3 separate regions of the Mus musculus genome follow, and regions 2 and 3 are each linked to region 1. The links are chromatin contacts, called in public Micro-C and promoter capture Hi-C maps. All regions are on one chromosome and are shown on one strand. The core of a region is the stretch at or near the end of the contact, and the rest is flanking DNA. Distances in the headings are between cores, read along the strand shown. Region 1 holds the start of Rcor1 (REST corepressor 1). Region 2 holds the start of Pacs2 (phosphofurin acidic cluster sorting protein 2). Region 3 holds the start of Cep170b (centrosomal protein 170B).

Region 1 (4,286 bases), core at 483-2,982:
CAGTCTTGTTTCCAAGGAAAAGCATTTATCTTTTCAAACTAGTGGTATAACCTACTTAGAAAAACCTCCTGTTCTAAAGCCCTCCAACCAGGACGGTTCACTCTAGCTGTACAAGATTGTCTTTTGAATTTTATTTCTGAAACAAAACCCACGGCCTTTCAAACATTTCCTGTAACCACCACCTTGAAAGACAGTCTCATACAGAGATGGGACAGAATCATAGGCATTAAAATCTGGCGAATTCCTTTGTCTGATAGGATTCCCCCCCCCCCACCCCCGTACCTCTTTAAATTTGCTTCCACACAGATCACCAGGAAGGCAAGTAAGAATGCCCCTTCTTAGGGGACAAGGATTTCTAGTAGATGGAAATGGCCGGTTAGCTAAACCTTTTGATGGTTCTATTCTTTCACAACCTCTTCCTCCCCACCCCATCCCCCCCAAAAGAAAAAAGAAATAAAGGAAACACACATTTACAAACAGATCTTAAAATAACAGCCACAAGTCGGGCTCTCTTATCTAGACAGATGCTCTCTGGAAAGCACACTTCTTTTATTACCTGATTGGGGTGGAGGGACAGGAAGATCTTTACTCCACCAGCCCTCGGGATGGGATGGGATGGGATGGGATGGGATGGGATGGGATGGGACAGGATGGGACCGGACGGGACAAGACGGGATGAGAGTCAAGAGGCAATAAGAGCGTAGGGTTGGCAGGGTAACGCTAGGAGCCAGTTTGAAGTAAGAAGTCTCTGCGGAGCCCTGGGTCCGAGCGCCCCAGGACGCCAACTCTCCAGCACTGCCACCCGGGATCCCGTCCTAGCTCCGGTACACCACACCTGGAGGCAGAGACATCCCACTCCACCCCGGCCAGGTGTGGCTTTCTCAGAGCCGGGGGACACTGCGGGCCCAGTGCTGTCCCCACCGGAGCCCATGGCCTCCCCGCACCCGAATCTGCAGCACACTCGTGTGCGAGCGTGCCGCGCCGCCTGCCCTCGCGCCCCGTGTGCCCCCGCGGACCGAAGGCCAACACGCACAAAAAACAAAGTTGTCTCCCGAGCTCCCGTCACTCGCTACTCACCAGGATCGAAGTCGGGCACCGCCGCTTGGTACTGGGGTCCCACCCGCATGCCACCGCCACCTGCGGGGAAGCAGAGCACGGCGGTCAGCGCGGGCGCGGACACGGGCCGGGCGCGGGGGCGGCTGCCACCTACCGTGCTCCTCGTCGCTGGACGAGCCCGAGCTGCCTTCCTCCCAGGAGTTGCTGCCGCTGTTCCCGTTGGGAGCCGCCGCCGCCAAACTTTTATTCTGGCCATTATTGGGGGCGGCGGCGGCCGAGGCGGCGGCGGCGGCCGAGGCGGAGGCGGTGCCGGCCGAGGCGGCGGCTGAGGCGGCGGCCGAGGCGGCCGAGGCGGCGGCCGAGGCTGCGGAGGCCGCCGTGTTCCTCCCTCGCCGCTTCCCTGAGACCTCGGGGCCCTTCTCCACCATGGCCGGCATCGGCGGGGCCCGGGGCCGGGCCAAAGTGACGGGGACCCCGGCTCGCGAGGCGCGGGCGGCGGGCCGCGGGCAGGGGGCGCAGGTGGGCGCCGGGCCGGGCGGGCGAGCGCGCGGGATCCGCTGGCGGGAGTTGGGGCTAGAGGAGGCCCAGACGGGCGGAGCAACGAGCCGCCTCAAGCCCCCGATGCCGAACGGAGCGCAACTTTGGCTCTCATCGCCGCCCGCACTTCGCTGGCTCTAACTACTCCGGGAGCCGCGGGCGGGGGGGAGGGGCGGAGCCTGGGGGGGAGGAGGGCCGCGCACAGCCTAACCCGTCGCTCGCAAGCTCCGCCCCTGCGAGCTTCCATTGGCTCTCACGGGATCCGGGCGGCAAGCAGGGGCATGGTAGGTCTCTGTGCGCGTCCGTCAGGCCACGGGGGCGGGATCACGGGAAGGAGGGGGAAGGTTCTGTGCTTCCGTTGGCCAGGTTGGGTTGACGCGTATCGCCCACTGTACGTGGTTTGAGGTTTGCGATCGCTTTACGCCCCATGATCCATCTCTCGAGGCAACAGCGAGGAGTTAGCCCCCTCCCCCTCCCCAGCGCCCCGCTCCCTCCGCTCGCACCCTGTGGGCCCCGCGCCACCTCCCCCGGGGATCCCGCCGAGCGTCCCATCGGCTTCCCAAAGTGAATGTGCCCGACGCGAGAACAGAAATCGCGGGCAAGGTCGGGACTACTTTCCCCCTCGCGCGGAGGAGTACGCGCACAGTTTGAATGGGTTCTATACAAAGAGGGGAAACTAATTGGAAGAAACTAATTGCGCCCCCGCGTCGCCCAGGGGCGATCGAGATGTACTAGAGCAAGGGAACCTGGGGACGAGGCTCTCAGGTGGCAGTGTCCCCCGAGGGAAGGAAAGCGGTTGTGCCTGGAGACGATGGAGCTCCCCGCTAATTGGGTTGGGGGCCACCGGCTCCCCACGTTGCCTGAGGGGCCGAGGGAGGAGTCGGGATGTTCGGCCGGGGAGGGCCTCGAAGCCGTCGGGGTGAGGGGAGGTGCCGAGTGGCCCCGGGACAGCAGGAGGGACATAGATCGACTAGGGGCCCCACCGCGAGGGGGAAAAAGAAGGAGCTTGAGTCCCCAGCTCGGTAGAAGAGGAGGGTCACTTCCCGAGACCCGGGCCCTTCCCCCAGCCCGCAGGGCTAAGAGCCTGAACGCGGAGGAGTCGGTGACACCCAGCCCTGGGCGTCCTTGTCCCTGGAGTGATCAAGCGAGGGGCCCCGTCACTGCCTGACAGCTGCCTGTGGGGCTGGGTGGGCTGCCCCACCCCCCGCGCCAGCGACCAAACCTGGGGACTATAGGTGAAACCGTTTGCTTTAAATTAAAAATAAATAAATAAAACAGGAGATGGCTATTTTTCGTTTATATTACTTCAGACCTGGGCTTCATATGGGGACAGTTTTTACACCCGCTCAGGATATAAATAGCTACAGAGAGAAAACGAGAGTTTTATGGTTTGAAAGCCCGCATAAATAAGCAGGGGTTTCTCTTCCACGTTTTCTGCCCCGCGAATCATTTTAAACTTCACTGAAGTGACCATGGTCACTTCTAACTGGCCTTCAAGAACAGGGCCCAGAGCCTCCCGGTAGCAGATCCCTGCCCCCACCAAGTTCCTGTTCTTGCTCTTGGACTCCTCTCTGAAGGACACCCCTCTGCTTAGAAAGTCCTGGGCACTGCAGGCATGAGCTCTGGAATAACCGGGTCCAGCTGGCCTGGTCAGCAAATAGACTGCTAAATCAGAGGTGGGATCCAGGGGTGACCTGGGATAGGTACCTGGATGAAGCCGTGACTTCATGACAGATGAACCTGAGCGGCTAGGGGCACTCTGTCCTCTTTCTTCCCTATCTTCCAAGATGTACCACAGACAGATTAACCTACATACAGGAACAAACATGATTTGAGTTCCTTAGTAGGGCAGTTGGGATTGACACAACACAAGGGTCCTTGTCCCTGCCCACTGGACTCCCAAGCTGGAGGCCATTTCCTAGAAAGTACCGCCTCTTTCTAGGGTCATGACCTAAAGAAAGGGAGACCACAGCTTCTAGGGCGGGACTGGCTGGGTAGGGCAAGCCAAGATGCCAGGACTCACAGCTACTATGGTGCACCCAGGGCACCCTGCGTGCCTCACCCTAATCTAGGCCCTGATCCAGGGAGTCCTCCCCACCCCGTGCCCATTGAAATGGAAGGTAGGCTTGGGAAGAAGGAAGCCGAAATCTCTCCTACTGCCAGCGGTACGCTATCAGTCTGACATCTTGCTACATTGTAACTTTGGATGCTTCAGTGACCCTTCCAATTGATTTTTTTTGGGGGGGCGGGTATTATTTGAGACAGATCCTCCCTTTAACTGGGACAGGTCTTAAACTCCTGCCTAGCTGAGGCTGACCTTCAACCCCTGGCCCCTTTGCCACATTACTTGTATGTGCTGCCAGGCCTAGCTTAATCTGTAGTGTTGCTGTTTGTGGGCTTTTTCTTTTCTTTGTTGTTGTTGTTTTGTTGGTTGGTGGGTTGGTTGGGGTTTTTTGTTTTTTTGTTTTTTTTTTTTTTGGTTTGGTTTAGATTGGTTTGGTTTTGGGTGGGTTTTTTGTTGTTTTTTTGGGGGGTTGTTTTGTTTTGTTTTGTTTTGTGGTGTTTTGTTTTGTTTTTCAAGACAGGGTTTCTCTGTATAGCCCTGGCTATCCTGGAATGCACTCTGTAGACCAGGCTGCCCTTGAACTCAGAAATCTGCCTGCCTCTGCCTACCAAGTGCTGGGATTAAAGAC
Region 2 (4,286 bases), core at 757-3,256, 2.0 Mb before region 1:
TGCTGACTGAGTGCAGAAGGTGTGTGCTAAGTCCTGAGGGTGAGCACCTCTGGCAGCAGAGCAGAGGAGGACACAGGTCAGAAAACATGCAACACTGTCCTGACACTCTATACTTTAACACACAGAACATCTGCTCCACCTGACCAAGGTCCTCACCCCTCCAGAGAAAGTCTCTGTCCAGCCCAACACCCAGAGCACCCCAACACCTGCTGCTGCTCACCCCTTTCACATCTTCCTCTCTGTGTAAGCCTGTCCTCCACCAGCCTTCCCTGACCCCTACCTTCTCCTGTGGAAAAAGGATCTTCAAGAACACAGACCACAGCAGGCACGGTGCGCATGCCTATAATCCCTGTACACAGGAGGCAGAGGCAGGAGGACTGAGAGCTCAAGGCCACCCTGGGTTACAAAAACAAGTTCAAGGCCATTCATGACTACAAAGCAAAACCCTGTCTCAAAAGAAAAAAAAAATCGTCCACCTTTAAAGGAAATGGCCTCTCTCCCTTTCCTTACTAGGTTTAGGCTCCAGTCTTAGGTGAGTGTGCTACCTGTATCTGCGGTTCTAACTCTAAAAGAAGTTCAAGTGTGTGTTGGGGATGTGGATCACAAGAGCATAGGAGTTCAAACAGCCTCAGTGTTTCTGAAAAAGAAGGAAGGGGGAACAGAAGAGGGAGGGAGAAAGAGAAAGGCTGACTGGTGTATGGGGTGGGGGGCATGGGGACCCTTGGCTCTCATTAAGGGAACTCAGAGACTGCTAAAGGAATTCAAGGGCCAGTGTGAAGTCTCAGGGCAATGCTGTAGAGAGCCAGAATTAAGTGTGGAGATCAGTTCATCTCTCCCTCCCCCCACCCTGCTTTAGGGGCCTGGGAGATGCTCCCACTGAGGCAAAAGCTGACCCTCAGGTCTCAGTCCTCCAGATGCCCCTCAGATCCATCCTTCCTTTCCCAAAGCCACAGACAGACCCAGAGGGCCTTGTGCATTCTAGAAGGGTAAAACCACTATCTAGTGGCCTCTGTACCCCCAACACCACACTCAGAGGCCTGCTGAAAGAACACAGAAAGTTCCCCTTCTCCTTCCTAGCATCTCTCTACTCAGATCCCCCTCCAGGGCACACTGTCCAAGTTCTGTGCCTGGAAGGCTCTTTGGTGATAAGGCCACTTTCCCTGACTCCCCAGAGGGAAGCCTGGAGCGCCCTCAACCTGGTGTCTAGAGTTCCTCTTTTCTCTCACTAGCTGAAGCTCCCGAGTAGGAGCCAAGTCAAGAAATCACAAAAGTTTCAAGCTGGGCACTAGAATGGGAAGCTGTAGTCCACACAGAGATGGGTGGCCACAGTGTCCGCCCAGCGGGTAAATTTTGTCTAACCCTTTCCACGGGGCGAGGAGGAGGTCGCCTACCCAGGGGAGAAAGACCAGGCTTGTGCAACGGCAAAATTAACAGCTCCAAGCAAAGAGTACAACGGTCTCGGGAGCTCTCGTCACAACGCCGGACACAAGGCCGACAGGTGAAGAGAGCGCAGACCTCACCCGCAGGGTAGATGGAGAGGAGACAGCGGCGTGTCCCGGGAGCCTCAGGCCCAGGCCTCTGGGGTGTGACAGTGCCGCTGCACGCCGGAGGAGAGCTGTGGCACTAGCCGAGAGCTCCACCGCCTGAGGTCCGCTGCGCAGCCCGGCCCGGGACGCAGGTGTCAAGGTGCGGGCAGAGCACCGGCCGGGCGAGCCACAGGCCCGCTGCCCCGCCCCGGCCCTCGCCTTGCAGTCACCCGCGCGCGCTCGGGGGCGCGGGGTCCCGGCCCGCAGGCAGGTGCGCGCGGACAAAGCGCAGCACGGGGGCGTACCTGGGCACGCAGCTGGGGCTGGAGCCGTCCACCTCCCAGGTGGCAAACAGGTTCATGGGCACCGGAGTGTTGAGCGCTCCGGGCGCGCCGGGCAGGCCGAGGCGGCCCCGCTCGGCCATGGCGCCGGCCCCGCCGTCCCTCGGCGGCCTGGGGCTGCGCCGGGCCGCGGGAGCGCGGCGGGCGGGCGGGCCGGGCGCGCGGAGGGCGGCGGCGCGGTCACATGGCGCCGGCGGGCGGCGGGAGTCCGGCAGGCCCGCGGGCGGTGTCCAGGCTGCGCCCGCGCCCCGCCCCCTGCCGCACCGCGCCGCCTATTGGTCGACGGGGCAGGGCTCGCGCGGCGCACCCAATCACCGCCCACCGGAAGTGAGGCGCGCGCCCCAGGGCGTCTCCGGCGCCCAGCCGCGGGAGCGAGCGCGCGCGGCGGCGCACAGGCTGTGCCCCTCTCAGGGACTCAGGCGAGCGACGTGATGGCTGCGGGAGTGACCAGGTCTACGAACCCCTCACGCTCCCTGCGGCGGACCGCGGGCCTAGGGACGTGACCATGTATCCCGGTGACTCTCATCCGGTTGCCATCCTGCGTGTCCCCGCACAGGCCCCTAAGGCCTGGCTCTCGCACTCTGTAGGCCCCACCCACCCTTATTCCTTGAGGAGTTTCAGCCACCATCTGTCCTCCCTAGCTGCCCCATCCAGCAACCTCCGCCCATCCAGCCTCCTCCTATATTCAGCAGTGCTTTATTTATTTATTTTTAAGTTTTTCTCAAGAGCATCTCAAATATTTGGTACAGGGTGCATTCTCCCTTGCTCGCAGTGAACTTGGGCCAATAGGAGGGGCGGGTGGCCGATCAGACTGCAGGGCCCAGTAGGCAGGGGATTCCAGGCATGGCCTGGAGAAGGCCGGCTAGGCTCTGGGCCTCAGGAAGAAGCTCTCAGTGGCAGATGTCCCTCCCCCTCTTTTTGGCTGTCTTTGGTCAAAGTCAACAAATTTAGGGAAAAGCTTTTCTGGCATGTCTTGTTTCTTTGTATCCACGGCTTTACACAATTGCCTTTCTCCCGCTAGGTTCCATGTCTTATTATCTTCTAGTAAGCTTATTGAAACAATTCTAACTCAAATCAATCTGACCTGGCTGTCCCTCCTTGCCCTTCAGGTTTACCCAATAGTCCTGTTTTCTGCCTTTCTTCCCAGGAAGGCATTGTGGGGGTGGTCCCTCCTCTGCTATGACACCCCAACCCCTTGCCATCTACATTTGGAGCTCCTCTGCCAGAGGCAGCCTCCTGCTGTAACTCCAGGATGGGAGCTGCAAACAGCTGCAGCTGCTTAAAGCCAGAGTCTGCTTTGAAGAGAACAAGGGGACCTGTGTTTTCCTCATGTTCCTCACTCGCTGGGGTGGTAAAACAAAGTCCAGAGGGTCTGTCAGTCTGTGGCCAGCTGAAATGAATATTGTCTGACATTGCAGCCCTATTGGGGCCAGTAGTAAGGCTTGTACCTAGGAAACCAGAGGCTGTGTTCACCGAGCTTCATCAGCCTTGGTGGACAGGCTGCCTTTGATTGGAAGCAAAAGACAAGCATCCACTGACCTCAGCAATTGGCAGACAGCGCTGGGGACAGACCAAGGGTGCATTTGCAGGCAGAAGAATGGGCTGTCTGATGAGTTGTGTCTGTGTGCGCCAGGCAGGCATTGCAGCCAGGGTCAAGGGAGGAAATAAGAGTGACCAAGCTGTGCATACCGGGGCATGGCACCAGTGGCCTTGGTTGAGCTGTGCCATCTTGTACTGGACACCATTGTAGGTTCTCAATGAATATGACATATATCTGCCCAGCCTCACTTTAGATGGAAGGAAAGTGAGACACATGCTGTCTGCACTTTCTAAGGGAAGGGGGGGGCTGTTAAGGTAGGTCATGGGGACGGGTTAGTGGTGACCAGTGTTTTCCAAGTGACTAGATAGCAGTTTGAATCTGTTTCACCTGTTATTTGGATCTTTGGCCTCTGTATTTGAAAATAATGGCTGTCTCCATTCTCTTTTTGTAAACTGTAGGTCCTAAGACAACTTCCTTAAAAGCCAGGAAATGTGTCTTCCTGTGAACTAGGTGTGATGTGACTCCTACCCTTCTACATTTGTAGCATTCCCCTACCATGTTTCCTTTAAAATGGGAACTTAGTTCAGGATGAGCCTCGGTGGGCAACCGGGGTGACCGGGGAGAGGGCCCAAGGAGGGAGACCTCCGGAGCCCTGTAGTCCCAAGTCAGCACACATAAACCATGGTTAAGACCTGAAAACAAGCTGTCTGTTCAGCAGCAGGACACTTGTTTGTTGGGAGGAATTAAATTTGGGGTTCCAGAAAAGGCCTCGGGCATTGGCAGGAAGTAGAGGTTTTAGCCAGCTTCCTAACAGACCCACAGATTTTGACTGGGTTCCCCTCAGCCTGCACACTGGGAATCTGAGCTTCCTGGCTGATG
Region 3 (4,286 bases), core at 1,010-3,509, 1.7 Mb before region 1:
GTCCATGTGAACTATGAGAAACAGTCCCAGGTAGTACCCAGCATGGCCTACAGAGGGCTCCGGGATATACACCCTTACTAGAAGGTCTGCTTCCCACAGCAAGCCACTCTGCAAATCCTGGGGAAAGACAGAAGTCTTCGGAGCACAGGTCTGACTCCATCCCTATAGAGCCCAGTACAACACAAAAATCCAAGCCTTGTTCAAACACAGGAATTAGCTTCAAGAGCAAAGCATGAATCCAAGCTTGGGCCTAGACAGTGGCTCTGTGTAGGCAAACTGTCCAAGAGGGGGCAGTCTAGAGCTCCTGAGTCCTGGTGACTCACAGTCTAGTTATACTGTGAAGAACAACTAGAGTGTCTGAGCATTGGCACTTTCCAGGTGGTTGCCACCTGGATTTGAACCCTTGTACTTTAAAACAGCGCGTGCACACATGCACACACACACACACACACAAGAAAGTGAAAGGAGAAAGCAATAGAAGGAATAACTAAGAGTCAAGTGGAAGACTCGTCACAGGTAAGAAAGGGAGCAGTGTGGGGCAGAGGAGGCAGAGGTGAAGGCAGGACCACAGCGTGCAGAAGTTGGAAGCTGGATGAGGGGCAGAGAATACGGAAAGACTCCGGGCCCCCACAGGGCTGGTCAGGTGGAAGCAGGATCGACCACACAAGTCATCTCTCTGGAAGTGTCAACTCACACAACACACACACACTGGAGAGGTCACACTAGTGATCTGAGGGACCAAACCCTGTCCTGCATTTCCCAGGAGCCATGCCCAGAGACGTCAACACTGGGCTGCTCACCCAGGTCTCGGGTCCCTTCGGGGTAAGCAGCAGGCAAGAACACAGGGCTCTGTCCATCTGTGAAGGCCCACAGCACTCCTTCAGGAAGCAGGAGGAAGATGGAGAAAAGAAACCTGCCTCCCCAGAAAACAGCTCCAGGTGGTCAGGAACATACCCATACCCTGCTCTGAGGTCCCCTTTCCTTAGGGCCCAGCTTGAGAGGCAAGGGCTAAAGGGGCAAGATTTCAATGCCCTTGCAGCCTCTAGGACCTCACTGGGTATCCATAGCCCCAACTCTCAGAAAGACCCAATCCTACTGGCAAAGGTGTCAGGGCTGTGGAGGGAGCCCCCCCCCCCCCCAGGCCCCAGACCCAGGGCGTCACTGAGCCTCCCAGCCCCACCCAGCCTGGATGTCTCCTACTCTGACATCACCTGCCTGCCATCATCTCACTGTGGACAGCAGGCACGGGGACACCCTTAGAGGAGAGGGAGGCCAACCCCCAGAGCCTGGTCATGGGGTGACCACTGCCACCGCCAGTCCAACTTGGAAAGGCTTCTGAGCCAGGGCTTGCTGTAGGAGGTTTGGGGCTAGGCTTAGCCCGGCCATCGTTGCTAGGAGGGAGAATAATAAACACCCCAAACTTGTCCCCTCAGCCGCGCCAAGCAGAAGAGCCACCACCCGAAGGTGAAGGAGGAGGTGGCGATGCAGATGCTGAGAGACAGTGGGAGGCAGGGAGCAGCCCCGTGGCTGAAAGGAGCAGACAGGAGGAGGTCCCCTCCTGGCCGCGGACAGCCCAGAGGCAGAGAAAGCAGGGAGACGGTGGCGGCTAAAGGGAAAGGAGAGAAGAGAAGGAAGACGGAGGGAGGGACCGCAGAAGGAGGGGGGACCGGGCACCCGGGAGGAGGCCGGGAGGCGGGCAGGCGCGCCAGGCCCAGAGGGGGAGGGAGCGGCGTTGTATCCTGAATCAGCGCTGGCCCTGCCCGGGCGGGGACCGGGCGCCCAGGTCTACCAGCTCGGCAGGCCGCGTAGACATGCGCGGGGCCAGGCCTTGTCGCCGGTGCCAGGAGGCCCCTCCCGGGCGCGCGCAGACATGGGCAGCATCGGCAAGCGCTGGCCGGGCCAGGTGTGCCGGGCCCTCGCCCAGCCCCTTCCTCACCGCCGCTTTTGTCCAGCCCCGCCCGCCCCGGTGTGGCCTGGAGGCACGCAGGTGCCCTGCTGGAGGCCCTGCCGCCGTGGGCGCAGGGCTGGCGCGGCCCCTCCTGCGTCCTACCTGTGCTCCCGCCAGGCCCGCGGCTCGCCCGCCCGGACGCTGCCCGGCCCAGCCCGGCCCTCTGCCCGCCCGGCCGAGCGCTGGGCGGGGCCGCCGCCTAGGACATGCCCGGCGCGGCCCGCACGCTGGCGGCAGCCCCGGCCGAGCCCACGGGCAGAGCGCCGGACCGCGGCCTCGCGCGGCGGGTCCCCTGACGTCTGCCGCGACACGCTCCGCCCCGGCGCGCCCCGCCCCCGTGATGCCCCGCCCCGCGACGCCCCGCCCCCCGGAAACCAGGTTAGGGCGGGCCAGCCTCAGCAGGTGAGCTGGACTCCGCAGCGCCGCCCCAGAGGTTACGCGCGGCCCCTCCCGTTCCGTCCACCCGTCCCGGCGCACCGGATCGGGCAACCAGGAACGGGCGATCACCTTTGTCCCCGGCCCAGCCTGGGGCGGCGCATCTCCGCCACCCTGTGCATTCAGACCCCCTTCTCTCTGGCGCTGGCTATCCCAGGGTTGCGAGAAAGGGCGTACGGCTGCCCAGCGTCCTGTCCCAGAGCCGAATAGTTAACATTTAACCACATTCCAGAAGCCCGAGCTCCAGCCGCTCTCCCAGCCCCAACCTTTGGCCTTTCAGCCCAGTGGAGGGGTGCAGGGCGAAGGAAGTAGGATGGATCCCAGAGGCCTGTGCGTCCAGCTGGGTCTCTTCCTCCTGCGCCCTCGACGTTGCAGGATAGGCCACGGGCTCGGGACAGGATGGTGGGCAAAGACACCAACGTACCTGGATGTCACAGTGGGCTGGACGGGGAGGGGCGGGGAACTCCGGAGGCTCTCCCAGTTCCTGAGGTAAGTTCTCACCGGCCGCTGGCTGGTGCCTGGTGCAACAATGGAGGTATCAGGTGTCCCTCTAGTGCCAAGGGGGAAAGGATTAGCGTGGGGCGGAGCGGCTTTGCAGAGTGGTGGAGAAAGTACTGTTCAGAGTGCATTCCTGCATTCCCGTTGAAGGGTACTAGTGAGGGCCTTGGCGGAAGTGGAATGCAGAGCAGAACTCCAGGCCTAGGAATGTGCGCTTTATCCTGCTGGTACAGGAGCTTCGTGAACCCAATCCACCCCGCCCAGGCTCCAAAGCCAGCGGGCACAGTTGCCCATCCCTGCCCTGTAGAAGGAGGTGGAAGGGGTTCTACACAACTCGAGAGTAGAGGCAAGCCCGCCAAGAGGAGACAGATAGGAAAAACTGCATGAGAATGTGCTAGGTTGTTGGGCCTGGCTGTGCGAGCTTATAGTACAGGCCCAAATGGGGGAGCCTGGCTTGCGGTATGGACAGAGGAGGAACCTGTAGCCTCGTGACCAATTTTGGATGTCATCCCAAGGACAGTGGGGCTCAGGAAGTTTGTGCCAGCTGAGACCTGATGAGATGAAGGCCTTGGAGAGAGCTCTAGATGTCTTTGTGGGCAAACGGGAGTACTTTGAGGGGGAGGCCAGGACTCCAGGGAGAGGCCAGGAACTGGAAGAGATGGAGGCAGAGGAGACTTGTCAGGTACTGGAAAGAGGAGGGCTGGGTACGTTCCTGTCTTCCTAGCCCATTTGTCCTTGCCAGGGTTGTTAGCCCCGGTCTCAGCTTCCGGGAGCTGTATGGGGATTTTGCAGTTTCTTCCTAGTAGACTGAGACTGTCCTGTTTCTGAGTCCCAACTCCCGAGCCGGGCTCTCCCATTCTCTTGGCTCTGTAAACAGCCCTTTCCCCAGCGGCTTCGCTGTCTTAGCTTAGCTACCCCTTGCTCACTCCTTAGTAATGGATGCTTATAAACGTTATTATTTTTTTTTTCTATTTGAGACTTTTACCTGGGTTGTGGCTCCTTCCAAGGTGAAGGACGGGAGATGAAGGAATGGTGTCCTGGGTTCTGACTGAGGCCCCTGCCAGCTGTGCACTGTCATGGGGTCGGTATCCTTAGACATGAGGGCAGGGTTGGAGTGGGCTGCTGCTTCCTGGAAGGGGAGGAGGGGTCAAGCTCGCTTGAGTGACTTGAGCAGTAGCATTGGGATCAGAAAGCAGATCTAGTAGTAGCTTCAGTCTTCATCGAGTAAGGGTGACACTTAAGGCCACTGAGCAGAGAGGCTTCCTTTAGTTCAAACTAAGAACACACAGACCAAGTAAGGAACCCCCACCAGTGCGGACCTACCATTTCCACCAAGTAACCTGCTAAACATAACCGCAGGCTTGAAAGACTTTTGATGTCTTAGCTTGGTTTCTATTGGTGTGAA

Evidence for each region. Promoter capture Hi-C pulls out the DNA fragments that hold promoters and counts their contacts. Hi-C and Micro-C count contacts between places; a contact is called where the count stands out from the background.
Region 2: a promoter capture Hi-C map of liver shows a contact between it and region 1, with 2.2 times the contacts expected there. The contact joins the promoter of Pacs2 here to the promoter of Rcor1 in region 1. A contact is called at or near these places in 2 of 39 promoter capture datasets (liver and maxillary cranial neural crest).
Region 3: a Micro-C map of embryonic stem cells shows a contact between it and region 1, with 8 times the contacts expected there. The contact joins the promoter of Cep170b here to the promoter of Rcor1 in region 1. A contact is called at or near these places in 1 of 39 promoter capture datasets (pre-B cells) and 2 of 484 Hi-C or Micro-C datasets (both in embryonic stem cells).

Annotation. Positions count from the first base shown.
Region 1 is chr12:111,036,813-111,041,098 of GRCm38.p6, reverse strand. Rcor1 (REST corepressor 1) reads right to left here and starts at 1,732. Exons shown (of 12, transcript NM_198023.3): 1 at 1,211-1,732; 2 at 1,078-1,137. The coding sequence starts at 1,493.
Region 2 is chr12:113,012,228-113,016,513 of GRCm38.p6, reverse strand. It overlaps Pacs2 (phosphofurin acidic cluster sorting protein 2), which reads right to left and starts at 2,006. Exons shown (of 24, transcript NM_001081170.1): 1 at 1,832-2,006. The coding sequence starts at 1,950.
Region 3 is chr12:112,720,147-112,724,432 of GRCm38.p6, reverse strand. It overlaps Cep170b (centrosomal protein 170B), which reads right to left and starts at 2,259. Exons shown (of 19, transcript NM_001024602.3): 1 at 2,051-2,259. It overlaps Gm46382 (proline-rich extensin-like protein EPR1), which reads left to right and starts at 2,267. Exons shown (of 2, transcript XM_017315329.2): 1 at 2,267-2,872.